Linked DNA regions of Anas platyrhynchos: all the other regions are linked to region 2. The links are chromatin contacts, called in public Hi-C maps. All regions are on one chromosome and are shown on one strand. The core of a region is the stretch at or near the end of the contact, and the rest is flanking DNA. Distances in the headings are between cores, read along the strand shown.

Region 1 (4,024 bases), core at 1,467-3,966, 310 kb before region 2:
CGTTCGTCTTGACCACCTGCCCCTACTAAAAACAACAGAAAAGCTTTACGTAATAGTGTTTACTTTATTTCACATATTACCCATGGAGAACAGCTGATACATTCTCTACATCTTTCACCAGTCTGGAATGCGAGATAAAAAAGGTATGGAAAAAGAGTTTAACAACGTCTGACATTCACGATATGAAAAATAGAGGGGATACAATGTTTTAAAATGCCCATATGCAATATATATATATATAAAACGTATAAAAATAAAATATATTTTCCAAAAAAGATACAAACAGGACATGACACAGGACAATCTTAAATACCGATACGTATCTCATGATCCACACACACCGCACCGCACATAATTAACAAAAACCACGTACAATTGCACTTTTCCTCTCTGTGACGTTCAAGTATATCGCAGTCCCCGCAGGGACTAGTGAGTGTCCGATTCCCTGCCGGGTGCAGATAGCGCAGAGGGTAGAGCAGGCGGGGGCCGGCCGCCGGGCTCCCCCAGCTCCCCTCCTCGGGGCTGCCGGAGCCGTTGGGGCGCAGCCTCCCGGCGACGAAGGCCCGGGCCCGGTCCCGGTCTTGGCCCCGGCGGCGAGCGCGGCCGCCGTCCAGTCCCAGGCGGCAGCGGCGGGGCCTCGCAGCTCCCTCGGCGGCGCGTCCCGCCGCTCCTCGCCGCCCCCGGCCCCGGGAGGGCGCGCCGGGGTCCCGCCCGAGCGGGGGCTCTCCGCGAGTGCTCCGCGGGCCCCCGGAGTGTCCGTGCCTGAGTGCAGCCGAGGCGCTCACAGCCCCGGCGCGGGGGCGCGGGGCAGCGCCCGCAGAGTCCGGGGGAAGCGCAGGGAGCGCCGCCTGCGGCCGTAGCCCTGGGGGCTGATCTTGCTGACGGGGGCGGCGCCGTCCTTATCCTTGTCGGTCAGCTGGTAGATCTGGTGGGCCAGCTTCTGCACCGTGCACGTCCCGAAGCGGCACCCCGTGCGGATGGCTTGGAAGTGGGGGAAGCTGTTAATGCTCTGGCGGTAGCGCTTGACGCGGATGTGAGCATCCTCCCGGCTGCTGCGAGGCAGGAAGAGAGAGCAGGCGTGAGGGCGGCGCGGGGGGGCCCGAGGAGAGGGCAGGAGCCCCGCCGTGCAGCCCCCCCGGCCCTGCCCTCCGCCGAGCGGCGGAGAGGGGCGACCCGAGCTCGCTGCCCACGGCGGGAGAGGCCCCGCCGGTTTGCGACTGTCGCTTTATCTAGGGAGCCGGAGCTCGAGTTACTATTTTATATTCGGCTTTCGCAGTACAAGCGCGGCTAGCTGCCGCCGGCTGAAGAGCGCGGGGAAAGGGAGGCGGCTCCCTGAAGGAGCTGTCTCCGGGGCTCGGGGATCTGCAGCGAGGAGCCGAAACACCCGGAAACGAGGGGACCCGGAACCTTGCTGCTGGCTCGGGCAAGCGTCGAGCCCGGCGGCTTCGAGCTGGAAGTTACCTGGGATGCGAGACGCGGGGATCCTCCTTCACGTCCTGGGGCCGCACGAGCGGCTGCACGGCCGCGGCTGCTCCCAGCGCTCGGAGCGCGCCCGAGGGCTTCACGTCCCGCTTGGCTCGGCTCAGTGCCCATTTCGTCCATCTGAAAGGAGCGCAAGGGAAGAGGAGAGCCTGTTAGTGCAAGCCTGCAGGGCGGGAGCCAAACCAAACAGATTCGAGGGGCGATAATCTTTGGCAGCGCTGAGCTTTTTCGGACTTTTTTGGGGATGCTTCCTGAAAGGGCACGCGGCCCTGTGCAATTCCCGCAGGGAGTCCGGTCCCTCTGGTCGCAGCCGGAGCCCGGCGCTGGGGCGCGGAGGCTCCAAAGGGCGGCTGGGCGCGCTCCCATACTCACTTTCTTTTGAACTCTGTCGCTACGTCCACCCTTGCAGCATCCACCCCGAAGAAGGTCGCAGAGCCGAGATAGAGCAGGGCTACGTGAACCAGTTTCATTCTGGCTGAACTCCTGGTGGATAGAGAAGAGAATTTATAAGTATGCTTGCTCAGATAAGCCAAATAAGGTCTGTCCGTCTCTTTTTCTTTCGGTGCCTCGGAGAACCTCTTCCCTCGGGAGAGCCCCCAGGCTACCGGGAACTTTGTGTGCGACATGAACCAAAAGCTAGTATTTGCTCAGCAACTTATCGCAGAGTAAATAACAGAGCCTCTAAAGTTTACGTTTGTCGAGAGTTTTACTTGTAGAGGCGGATGAAAACCAGCAGGATTGCCGGAATACCCCCAGCGGCTTGCGTTAGGATTCAGCAAACCCACGAGCTTAGAGGGAGCTGGCTTTCAGATGCATCGCTTCCCAGCTCCAGTAAGTGTTTTGCTGCCTGGAAGTTTATCCCCGATAGCTCATCTTCTCACTTCACACGCAGAAGTGGCTAATTCTGGACCTTATGTTGTAAACTGCAGCTGATGCCAAGAGCCAGTGCAAGGCTCTGCAGCATAAGTTCAAGCTCTTCAAAACAGCCCAGATTTAGCAGATTTCCACTTCCTCTCCACCACCCCTGCATATTTATTTTTTTTTTAAGGAAAACAACAACAAAAAAAAACTTCTTACCTGACAGTGAGGCTAATCCACTGAGACAAACGTTCTTGCAGTAGCGATCCGAACTCGCAGGGTTTCCTGAGGAGCGAGAGCTCTGTCTTTGTGTGTCTGGAGCAACCACTGCCGAGCTGCGCTCCACCGCTCCCTTTTATAGCGCAGCGCGGGGGAAGTGGGTGGACCTTGGCGTGCCTGGCTGGGCGATTTCTCTTTGACACTTACCCCCACCCCCACATCCCAGGCACTGCTTAATCGTTCTAGCATGGACTGGGGGCAACCCATCGTGGGGGAAAAATTGGAGGATTCATGTAAATTATCTTCAACATCCCCCCCCCCCCCCCCCCATGGTACTTCATGAATTATAACGACGGCTTTTAGGTGTGGAATCCGAGTCCTGGCATAATTTACAAAAGCTGCTAAGCCCCTCGTTCTGTTTTGCTGGGGACAGTGTTTTTAACTGCCCGTATAGTGCAGAAGTAAGTTTGTACGGTCTGTGCCGTAATTTCTCCTTTCGGGCACATTAACCTCAGGTGGGGGGAAGCAGGAGCGTAGGAACCGGACCCGATCGGTTTCAAGATCCACGCAAATCCATCAAACAGCAAGGTTTCACAAATAAACCCATATTTGGACAACGTGAATTGTCATGAGTAACTATAATGAATGTCAGCCTTCTTTACATAAGCGAAGAGGTGACAAATCAGCCGTCATTAATATTTGTGACTCAACGTAGGTGCATTTTTCATCTAATAAAGTGTTCTTGAGGTACTTGATCCCTTCAAATCAATCGGTTCCAATGGGTTTGGAAGGCGAAGGTAGGGGCGCTCGGTGTGCCCTGGGCCGAGGAGAGCGGTGCCTGTGCCTCCAACACGGGGCACCTGAGGTGCTCCAGGGAAGCCGTGCGCGGCTCGCCGGGTGCCGCAGCCCGGTGTACGGGACTGCCCTTAGCTCAGCGCCCGAACGCCTGCAGGATCGGGGGCTCTAACAGCATTCTCCTGGCTGCCCAGAGGCAAACCCTGTTGTTTTTGCAGCCCCTATCATCTGCGCCCTGTGGCGCTTCGGCCCCGCGGAGCTCTCGGGGGCAGCGCCCCTCGCCCCGCGCCTGGCCGGAGCCGGAGCCGGAGCCGGCCCCGGGCAGCGTGTGCCGGGTGCTTCGCCCGCATCTGGCCGCGAGCGGTGTTTCAGAGAGAGGTGAGCTACGTGCCCGTGACTCTGCCTGGCTAGGTAGCCGCGCTCCCTGCTACACCCCGCAGAGGTATGTGCGAGGGGATGACTGACACTTTCCTACATGCGGCTCACTCCGGGGCAGCCGCCGCCTCCCTCGCCAGCAGCGGCCGGGCCCCCGGGGGCTCCCGGCTCCGCTCCCCCCGCCACCGGGGCAAGCCGGTGGCAGCGGCTCGCCCTGCCCGCTGCCGCCCCGGAGGGGGCAGCGCACGGCCGGCGGCCACCCCGCACCCCCTCCCCGTTTCCCCGGCCGTGAGCT
Region 2 (4,262 bases), core at 1,182-3,681:
ATCTTGAGGTCTCTTCCAATCTAGACAATTCTGTGATTCTGTGAGTCTTTCCTCTTTTACTTAACATTTTAAAGCACTAGAGTGTTTCAGGTTCTGCAGATCACACAACGGAAAATATCTGGTGGTAGTTTTAGGGGATGTCCCTAATAATTGGCTTTTAAAATAAATTCCCCTTCACGGTACCCAATTACCAAAATCTGTTCCTCTTTTTAAGTCCCATGTTGTAGGTATTTTTAGCAGTTAAGGGAAACCCTGCATTGTCCCTCCTCTGTGTCTCCTCATGCTTTTTTTTTTTTTTTTTTTTTTTTTTCCAGAGAAATGTATTAGAGCCATGTCAGAGGCTCTCATCTGCAACTACATGGATGAGCCAGTCCCAAAAAACCGTTCCAGCTCCAGGTTCCCAGTAAGATTCCTCCAATGGCATAGCAAAGTAGCGGACAAAAGCTCTCCTCACCCACTGCAGTGCTTCAGCTTACCTCTGTGAGTCATGCATCACGGGCAGGCATCTCCTAATTATAAATGGGATGTTCAGTAAGCCTGAGGTTTTTAATCTTTGGATGTTCACAATTATTCACAAGAAATAAAATGCAGTGACTACCATTATTAGCTACATACTAGGAAGAAAATACAGTGCTTGGAAACCTTGAACAGAGCCAGGGTATCTTAGTAGGTTCTCTGGCATGAGTGAATGGTTCTAGTTTATCTAGTAACAGAGCCCGTTGAATCCAGAGCAACCTCAAGTCTCATAATAATTCCTACATGCACATGCTTGTGTTGTAGGTGGAAATACCACATTTAAAAAATGGAGAATGACTTGATTTCTTCTATTTATCGCTTGCCTTTCCCCAACAGCAAATGTCTTCTTCATATTATGGAAATCATGACCCTGCGGCCACCTGGTTAAAGTGATTTATTTTTAATATATATATTTTTTAATCTGCTTTCCCTGGAGAGAAGGATGCCGTATTTGTGTAGGTGCTTTGAAACAGAGGTAGTGGTAGCTGCATGTCCTGGTCTTTGCCACGATTGCCCCCACTGAGGCATGGGCGTGCAAGGCTGTTTGGTATGTGCTGCTGCAGAAAATGCATATGCAAGCACAATATGGTATCTGTGGGTACAGGATCATCTCTTCAGGGATTCTGTTATTTGCTGATGCTAGCAGTTCTGTGAAGAAACTTCTAGTTATTTCCCACCTCAGCTTGTTTATCTTCAAAACAGGAATAAGGCACTTCCCAGAGAATTCAGAGCTAATTTTTTAATAGCCCTTGTGTACCATCGAACAGAGCATGAGCTGGAAATTTTTGAAGCTATACCAACATTTCTGTGATTTAAACACCAGGGGAGCCCCTCTTCTGAAAACTCTGCTGCATTCTCCTGGCTATGTGTTTTGTGACAAGCCTGCTGAGTTCAGCCGTTGGCACACAGTTGCAGCACCTAGACCCCATGATCCTTTTCCATGTGAAGGCCCAGGTTTTGCTTTGGGGGACTGTATGAGCAGGGAAAGTGTCTATCGTGTGCACTATGTTTTGAAGTGCAGGGAGCAGCATTTAGCAGACCTGTAGTCTGCATTGTGTAGGTGCAGCCTCTACATGCACAGGTGGTAGCCCTCTACCATTATCAGCACTGCCCTGACCCCCAGCTGTGCTGTGTCAGGTCTGGGGCTGCAGGCATGCACAGCACCTCCCAGACAGGCTGCAAGGTCGGTCAGGGCACCCCCTGCCTCTTGGTAACAGGCCCTGGTGCTTACCGGCAGCTCCTCGGAGGCTGCAACATTTGAGCTTATGCTGGCTGCCCCAGCACACGGAGGTCAAACAAATTGAATTACTCTTCAAATTAGCTGGATACAGCTTTGATCATTGTCCATTTCAGACCTTGTGTGTTTTAACTGGAAAAATGCATGCCACGTTCCAGCCACCTCCTCCAGCCAGGGGAGCAGTGATGCCACTGGCAAATACATATACTCACTGAGCATTACTTAGCTGGAAAGTTATAACTGAAGCGTGTCCTCTATCTAGAATGATCTCAGCTTTGCTGGGCCTATCTCTTACAGATGTTAATTCCTAACTATTATCTTTACAAGTTCCAACAGAATGGTAAGCTGCAGTGAAGAGGGGATATGTTCAATTTAAGCAATGAGATTACCATGCTCTGAATGAAGCCGCTTTTATTAATAATTACCTCTCTGCCGTGACTTTAAATTCAAACAGCTGGACAGCTTCTGCTCTTTATTAATTTCCTTGGATCCTTTGGCATGAAGCCCTCAATTCCTGTGATGTAATGGTATAAAAAGTTGGCTCCTGTCTGAGCTTCCACCCACAAGTTCTATATTTGGAGCATGGCAAATTTCTGCAGATTCCAGAGACAGGCTATGCTCAAGACGTGCTGATGCCTTCAGTCCCATCCCATTGCACCAAACAACAAGATTGTGTGCTTTTTATAACTAGGATCATAAATATGACTCAGATGCACATGTTGTCTATGTAAGCACTTGGGGTTGGCTATCACTTTATGGCATTGGGAAGAAGCCAAGCCAAATAAAAATTGTTTTGAGTAAATATTACATTTCTAGAGCATGAATAACTTTTCTCTGCAGCCAACGTGTCACTAATGGGAATAAGGAAGAAGACGGGGTGGGGGGAAAGCAGTAACTAAATCATCTCACTAAACACAGACAGTCTGCAGCAAGACCTGTTGTTTCGACTTGTCTGGGGTGTAATATCCCAGATAATTCGTAGCAGGTCTCAGCAAGGCCACAAGCGATGGAAATAAAAATAGCTACATGTATGTAGCTCAGCGCCATCCTGCTGCACAGCTCTCTCTTGGGTGGGATCTCTACCAGTGGTATGTAAAACAGGCAACCGAAGAACCAAGTGTCCTTCTCTCCCCAGCTCTCAAATCAAGCGTGTGGATTGCTCCACAGAGATCAGCGTTGCTACTCACATGGTCAGCACTAAGCATGTGCATATGTCTGTTCAGGATCTGGGCCAAAAGGAAGGATGAGTTTTTCATCTTGCGACTTCAGGACCCCAGGGGATGTCTGCATTGCAGAGCACAGAAAAACAGAACACGAGTCCTCATGCAGCTCTGCTCTGTTGCACCAGAAGGTGAAGCAGCTCGTCGGCAGCTCTCTGGGGCAGCCATGTGCCATCCTGCCACTAGCATGCAGAGCTGCTGGCTCTGCTCCAGCTCTTCCAACAACTTGTTATGTCTCAGTTTCATTTCCCTCCTTGCCCTCCCCCACCTGTCCCCCCCCCCCCCAAAAAAAAAAAAAAAAAAAAAAAAAAAAACCTGCCCTTGAGCAGTGCTTAGTGAACAGGTTACGAAGTGCTTCCTATACCTGAAAAGGGATAAGAGCAATGCTTTGTTTTCTAAAAACATACATAGATGAGAAAAAAATAACACTGATGCATAGAAAAGGGTAAGAAATTAACAAGAAGCATTGCCTCATAACAGGAATCTTCAAGTCTCCCAAAAAACAATAGCCAGATAGAAATACTGTGCGAGAGTCTAGCTTTGGAATTCGTTAGTGGCTTTCCCAGTTTCCTAATGACTGTGTAATCCTGAGCATGCATGCAGGTTGCACCTGTGAGTCTTTGCATTATCAGAAGAGTGCTTTCCTGAACTCTGCTGTCTTTTCCTCTTTGTTGTAGGCTGCTTTGGCATTGAAGGAAGAAAACCTGACTTCAGAAAAGGAATTCAGACAGGAAGCAGCAACGTTCCAGGAAGATTTCTGAGTCAAACAGGAAAGCAACCGGATTCTCAAAGTGCATATTTCAGAGATTCCCCAAAACTTTTGGCTACAGAGTTGGAGCAGGTGAGTGGGGAGGCATCGAGGGCACGCGATGTTCTCTGTCCCAGCCGTCCCTATCAGAAGCATTTGAGGAGCTTTTCTATGCTGTGGGCTGGACAATGGCTTGCAGATAAAACATTTCAAGGGCTGTGAGCCCTGCAATAATGACAGCCTTGACGTCAGCAGACCTGCACCTGCAGGGAATAGGGCTGAAAAACCAGTGCCTATTTGCCCAGCTAAGGCAGCTTTGACTGTGTTTCCAGTATCTGGGAGATAAGTCTTTTTTCCATGTCTTACAAAGCTGCCAGTGGTTATTTTCTGCCAAGAGAACAGCCCAAGCAATGTATGAGGGACTAACTCCCTCCCCTTTGTAATGCATTTTACAATCCAGAGGGAACTTTTGTAATACAAGAAAGTGTTTTTACATAGAAGAGCTTCTAAATTGTTAGAACAGTTGGAAAATCCTAAATTA
Region 3 (4,193 bases), core at 1,205-3,704, 330 kb before region 2:
AATCACAGAAGAAGCTGATAAAGGATTACATCAATCAAAAGATTATTAACTGTAGTTGGAATAACTGGGGGGATGCTGTCTATGTAATGAAAACCTTTGTCCATTTTTTAATCTTTAACTGTGTTTTTAATGCTGCTGTGTAACTGTATATCGACCTTCGTTACATAAACCTTTGTATTGTCATTAGGAATAAAGGGGAATCCTTTGTTTTAAATCTTATAGCTTGACCAAGCAATTAGTATGTTGAAGAAGTTAGTTGAACCTTTTAATGCAGATGTTTCTTCAGGGGAATGAGACTTCAACAAAAAAAAAAGTCAGGTACTCTAAATGGGTAGATAAAATGGAACAGACTCAAGGAAATAAAGGTGTGATTTGAACAGATCTGTAAGAAATTCAGTATCGTTAATGTAAAATTGGTTGCTTCAGACAGATCCAGTTTCATATTTGATTGAATATACATAATTGTGGAGATGTAGTAATACTAAATCTCTTGTGAAGTGTTCAGTTAATATCTCTGAAGTTTAAGAGAAGTGGCATTATTTGATGCTAGTAGAGTTTGTGCAAGATACCTGAAGGACCAGCAAAATGGCAGATCTCGGGAAACAAATGTTCATGAGGGGACCATTAGCAGATGGGGTTTTGGGGCAGCATTCCAGAGCAACCAATGTTAGACACAATGTTCCTGGTGGCTTTCATCAGTGATCGGAAAGTAGATAGAATAGGAGACAGCTAGGGAATATTTCAAGCAGTTTGGCATTAGCATTTTAAGCCTGTTGGAAACCTGAAGAAGGTACAGGGTAGATCCATAAAGTGTTTCAGGGCTAGAGAAATGAGCTTGCCCTGCGAGCCTTATGGCAGAGCTAGACAGTACAGCTGAGTTCCTCTCTTCTGTCTCCCCATCTCTGCCCTCAGGTCGATCCTCGTGGCCTTGCAGTCACATTTTGTCCCTTTCACCTGCCTCACCATACAATATGCTTACTCACATCATTAACCCTGGAGAAGGATATTCCCCTTTCTGAGGGAGGGGCATCAACTCTTTTTCCCCTGCTAGAGGGGATTCAGTCATCTGCTTGCACAGTTAGACAAGCAGCAAAGCTGGTAGAAGGGAATTGATACGAGTATGCGGGCAGGAGTAAGAGGAAGGGAAGGAAAGACGGCCAGCCTCTCTGGGGGGCAGCAAGGCGTTGTGTCAGCCCAGGGACTTCACGTAACAGCGTTAGCTGCGCCGTGTGTTCACTTTGCCCAAAAATGGACCAAGGCTGACTAGATAAGTTCACAAATAACTTCTCTGTGTGAGATTATCAGGAACACATGGGCTCTTTAATATTGTAGAAAGAGGGAAAAATGAGAACCACGTGCTATAAGCTGAAGCCAGCAAATTCAAATGAGAAGTTACACGTGCAGTGTGGATGATTGATCAATGCCAGGGGAATTGGTTGACTGTCTAACCCTTGATGCTCTTACCTCAAAACAGTGTACTTTTCTAGAAGGAATTCTTCATTTGAAAATAGTTGCAGATCACCATATCACAATAAAGGGGTAAAATGTAACGGCCATGACAAACAGGAATCAAAATAAGAGATCTATTGGTTGATCCGGGTCTTAAATTCTCCAAATTCTGTGAACGTTCTTAGAGAGTTTTTAATTCCTCATCCTAGATTTAATTTTCTTTTCTCTACATTCAGTTCAGTGTTTTAAATGCATGTCTGAAGGCCAGAGTTTTTTTGTTTTTTGTTTTTTAATTTTTTTTTAACACCAACTGGAAGCTGCAAACATTTCTGTTTGTCCAAACCTGGAAAAATGCGGAAAGATTATGTTACTAAAGAGAGAGAGAAAAAAAAAAAAAAAAAAAAAAGAAAGAAAAAAAAGGAATACTGTGTACCCAACAAAACCGGGGCAAGAATGCAGGAATGTAAATGTCTTACAGGCTGTTACTAGGATTTTGGATATAAAAATAAGAAATAAAAGACTGAGGAGTTGGAAAGGTATAATAAGATACAGTCTATTTAGACTAAAAATTGTCTTCCCTAGATTGCTAAGGTGACAGGAAAATAATACTAAAAGAAGGTAATCATATTTGTTTTAAATCTGGAAGTTTCCACTAAAATGCTTGTCTCTGTAATAGTTTTTTTTTTCTTCTTTTTTTTTAAAGAAAGTGCCTTGGGGAATTACTAGAAAAATGAGCTTTATTAAGTGTTCATGGCCATCTGAACTACCCACCCATCCAGTATAAATGTGTTCTGGCAAAATAAGTGTTTGTGTTGCCATGGCCTTTCCCATGATGTTATTTTCTTAAGCAAAGGCATTTTTCTTGCTGAGATCTTAACAAGGACACAGGCAGAGCGCCATGATTCAGTCCTTGAAGAGAAAAATAATGATTTGCAGGGAATGGTGAAGAAAAGACATGGTCTCAGAGTGGGTAGAGCAGAAGAGTTGGATGTCTGGTGGTGACTCTTTTGCCCAACAGAAGCAGTGATGCCTTCCCCTAACCACTCCAGGGCTGTGGGAGAGTAGTACAGCCTCCACCAACCCTGCAGAAACACTGACAAGCGCAGTGCTAAGGTTCTCCTGTAGCATCCTCAGTGTAGGGAAAATCTCCCTTTAAAAAACAGCAACGTTTTTTTGCAGATTTTTTTTTTTGCAGATTGCTTTGCAGATCATACACTTCAGACACAGCCTTACTCCGATTGGTTGTAGGGCCCTGCCCCGTGCACACGTACAGAGACTCTACACAAAAATACTTCCCTGAGGTCTGAGTGGATCCATGTGGGATATCTGCAAGACAGAAGATGTGAACTGTTTTACATACTGGATTTTTGTCTTCCTTTGCCCTGCAAAATCCCATCAGGAAGATCCAGTCTGAGTTTCACATGGTTTTCTATCCTTTGGCAAGTGAAAATGATTGTGAAGTTTACATTGCTTAATTGTTTATATTCCAGTTTTAGATTAATATCAAAGTGTTTTGTCCTGAAAAATAGTGAGCTGGTCACATGAGCATTGAACATTATCATATAGTCAGTATAAATCACAGCAACTAAACAACTAAACTTAATTTTCTTCGTAGTGCAAATCACTTCACGAGGTGGTGACCAGTATGTCTTCTGTTCAAAGCAATGCAGTCCACATCTTGCTGATACCTGAATGCAATACCATTTTAGTAAACAGATCAATTGCAGGCCTATGGCAAAACAAAGAAATCAACATGGAAAACTTTTTTAACCTTCAAATAAAATTGACTAGGTGGAAACTAAGAAAGCAATCAGGATTTGATAGAAAGAACAGAATACACTAGATCTTTACTCCCTTAACTGCTGAGATCCATTCAGTCTTGTGCTCCAGCTCCGTTAGTTTTAGAAAGGAGCAGAGCTCTACTCAGTCCTCTGGGAAACAATTCCTCAGCCTACCAACTCATTATAGAAGTCCTTCCTGTTCAACTCAAAATTTAGCTGTCGTCTCATTAGTCTTGTTAAAGTATCTTCAGTAACTCGTACTTGTCTTTCATATTCACACCCACCAGAAAAAATCACAAGGTATCTAAGTCAAAGCTGAAAATCCGTAGAAAGCAAAACTAGAGCTTTCATAGCAAGCTTGAATGCAGCTTGCTTTATGAAACTAATTGCAATGAAATTAAGGCTATTCAGGGGAAGGAAGCAAAAATACCATTAAGTAACACCAGTCCTACATTTGATTTTTTTTAATATGACCTTTTGAAAATTAGATTAGAAAGAGAATTCCAAGTTAAAATTGAATCAATTAAGTCTCGTGCTCTTGCAGTTCAGGATGTGTCTGCTGCATGAAGCAGTACAGGAACTGCATATTGCAGGATGTGTCTGACTTGTGGTCCTAAGCAGACTGAGCTGTCACAGCGTGATGGAAGGAGTTGATGGAAGGAGTTTACAACCTCCATGCTGCAAGAAATTGGTTAACCTGGAAAATGATTCCAGAGCATAGGGAAAGGGAATCAGCTGCAGAGGATGACAAGGCTGCCAGGAGAACGGCAAGAACAACTCAGAGCATAATATTACTTACAATATAAGTTAGTGCTGACAGGAAGTTGGAGATGTGGGAAACCAAGATGTGAATTACTGGTGCTTCTTATCAGCTGTCACTAATGGTGGCTACTTTATAGGTGTACCTCATTTGTGATACAGATTTCCTCAGGTTGCTTGTAAAAACTCTGAAGAGAGATGTCC

The links. A called contact is a pair of places that touch in the nucleus more often than the background predicts.
Region 1: a Hi-C map of subcutaneous adipose tissue shows a contact between it and region 2, with 4 times the contacts expected there. The contact joins the promoter of ADM here to the enhancer-like site in region 2. A contact is called at or near these places in 6 of 8 Hi-C or Micro-C datasets (F1 follicle, F5 follicle, liver and 3 more).
Region 3: a Hi-C map of subcutaneous adipose tissue shows a contact between it and region 2, with 2.7 times the contacts expected there. The contact joins two enhancer-like sites. A contact is called at or near these places in 3 of 8 Hi-C or Micro-C datasets (liver, small yellow follicle and subcutaneous adipose tissue).

The regions. Positions count from the first base shown.
Region 1 is chr5:63,535,003-63,539,026 of IASCAAS_PekinDuck_T2T, reverse strand. ADM (adrenomedullin) reads right to left here and starts at 2,716. Exons shown (of 4, transcript XM_027461895.3): 1 at 2,560-2,716; 2 at 1,855-1,965; 3 at 1,462-1,602; 4 at 45-1,052. The coding sequence starts at 1,952. The coding sequence ends at 782.
Region 2 is chr5:63,226,705-63,230,966 of IASCAAS_PekinDuck_T2T, reverse strand. No RefSeq gene overlaps it. Among named protein-coding and RNA genes, the nearest start is that of SWAP70, 46 kb to the right of the region's middle. Within about 2 kb of position 2,431, at least 6 of the 8 cell types and tissues checked have an H3K27ac peak or open chromatin away from gene starts, as enhancers often do. A contact at or near this core is called in F1 follicle, small yellow follicle and subcutaneous adipose tissue, where this site is marked.
Region 3 is chr5:63,555,487-63,559,679 of IASCAAS_PekinDuck_T2T, reverse strand. No RefSeq gene overlaps it. Among named protein-coding and RNA genes, the nearest start is that of AMPD3, 15 kb to the left of the region's middle. Within about 2 kb of position 2,454, at least 2 of the 8 cell types and tissues checked have an H3K27ac peak or open chromatin away from gene starts, as enhancers often do. A contact at or near this core is called in subcutaneous adipose tissue, where this site is marked.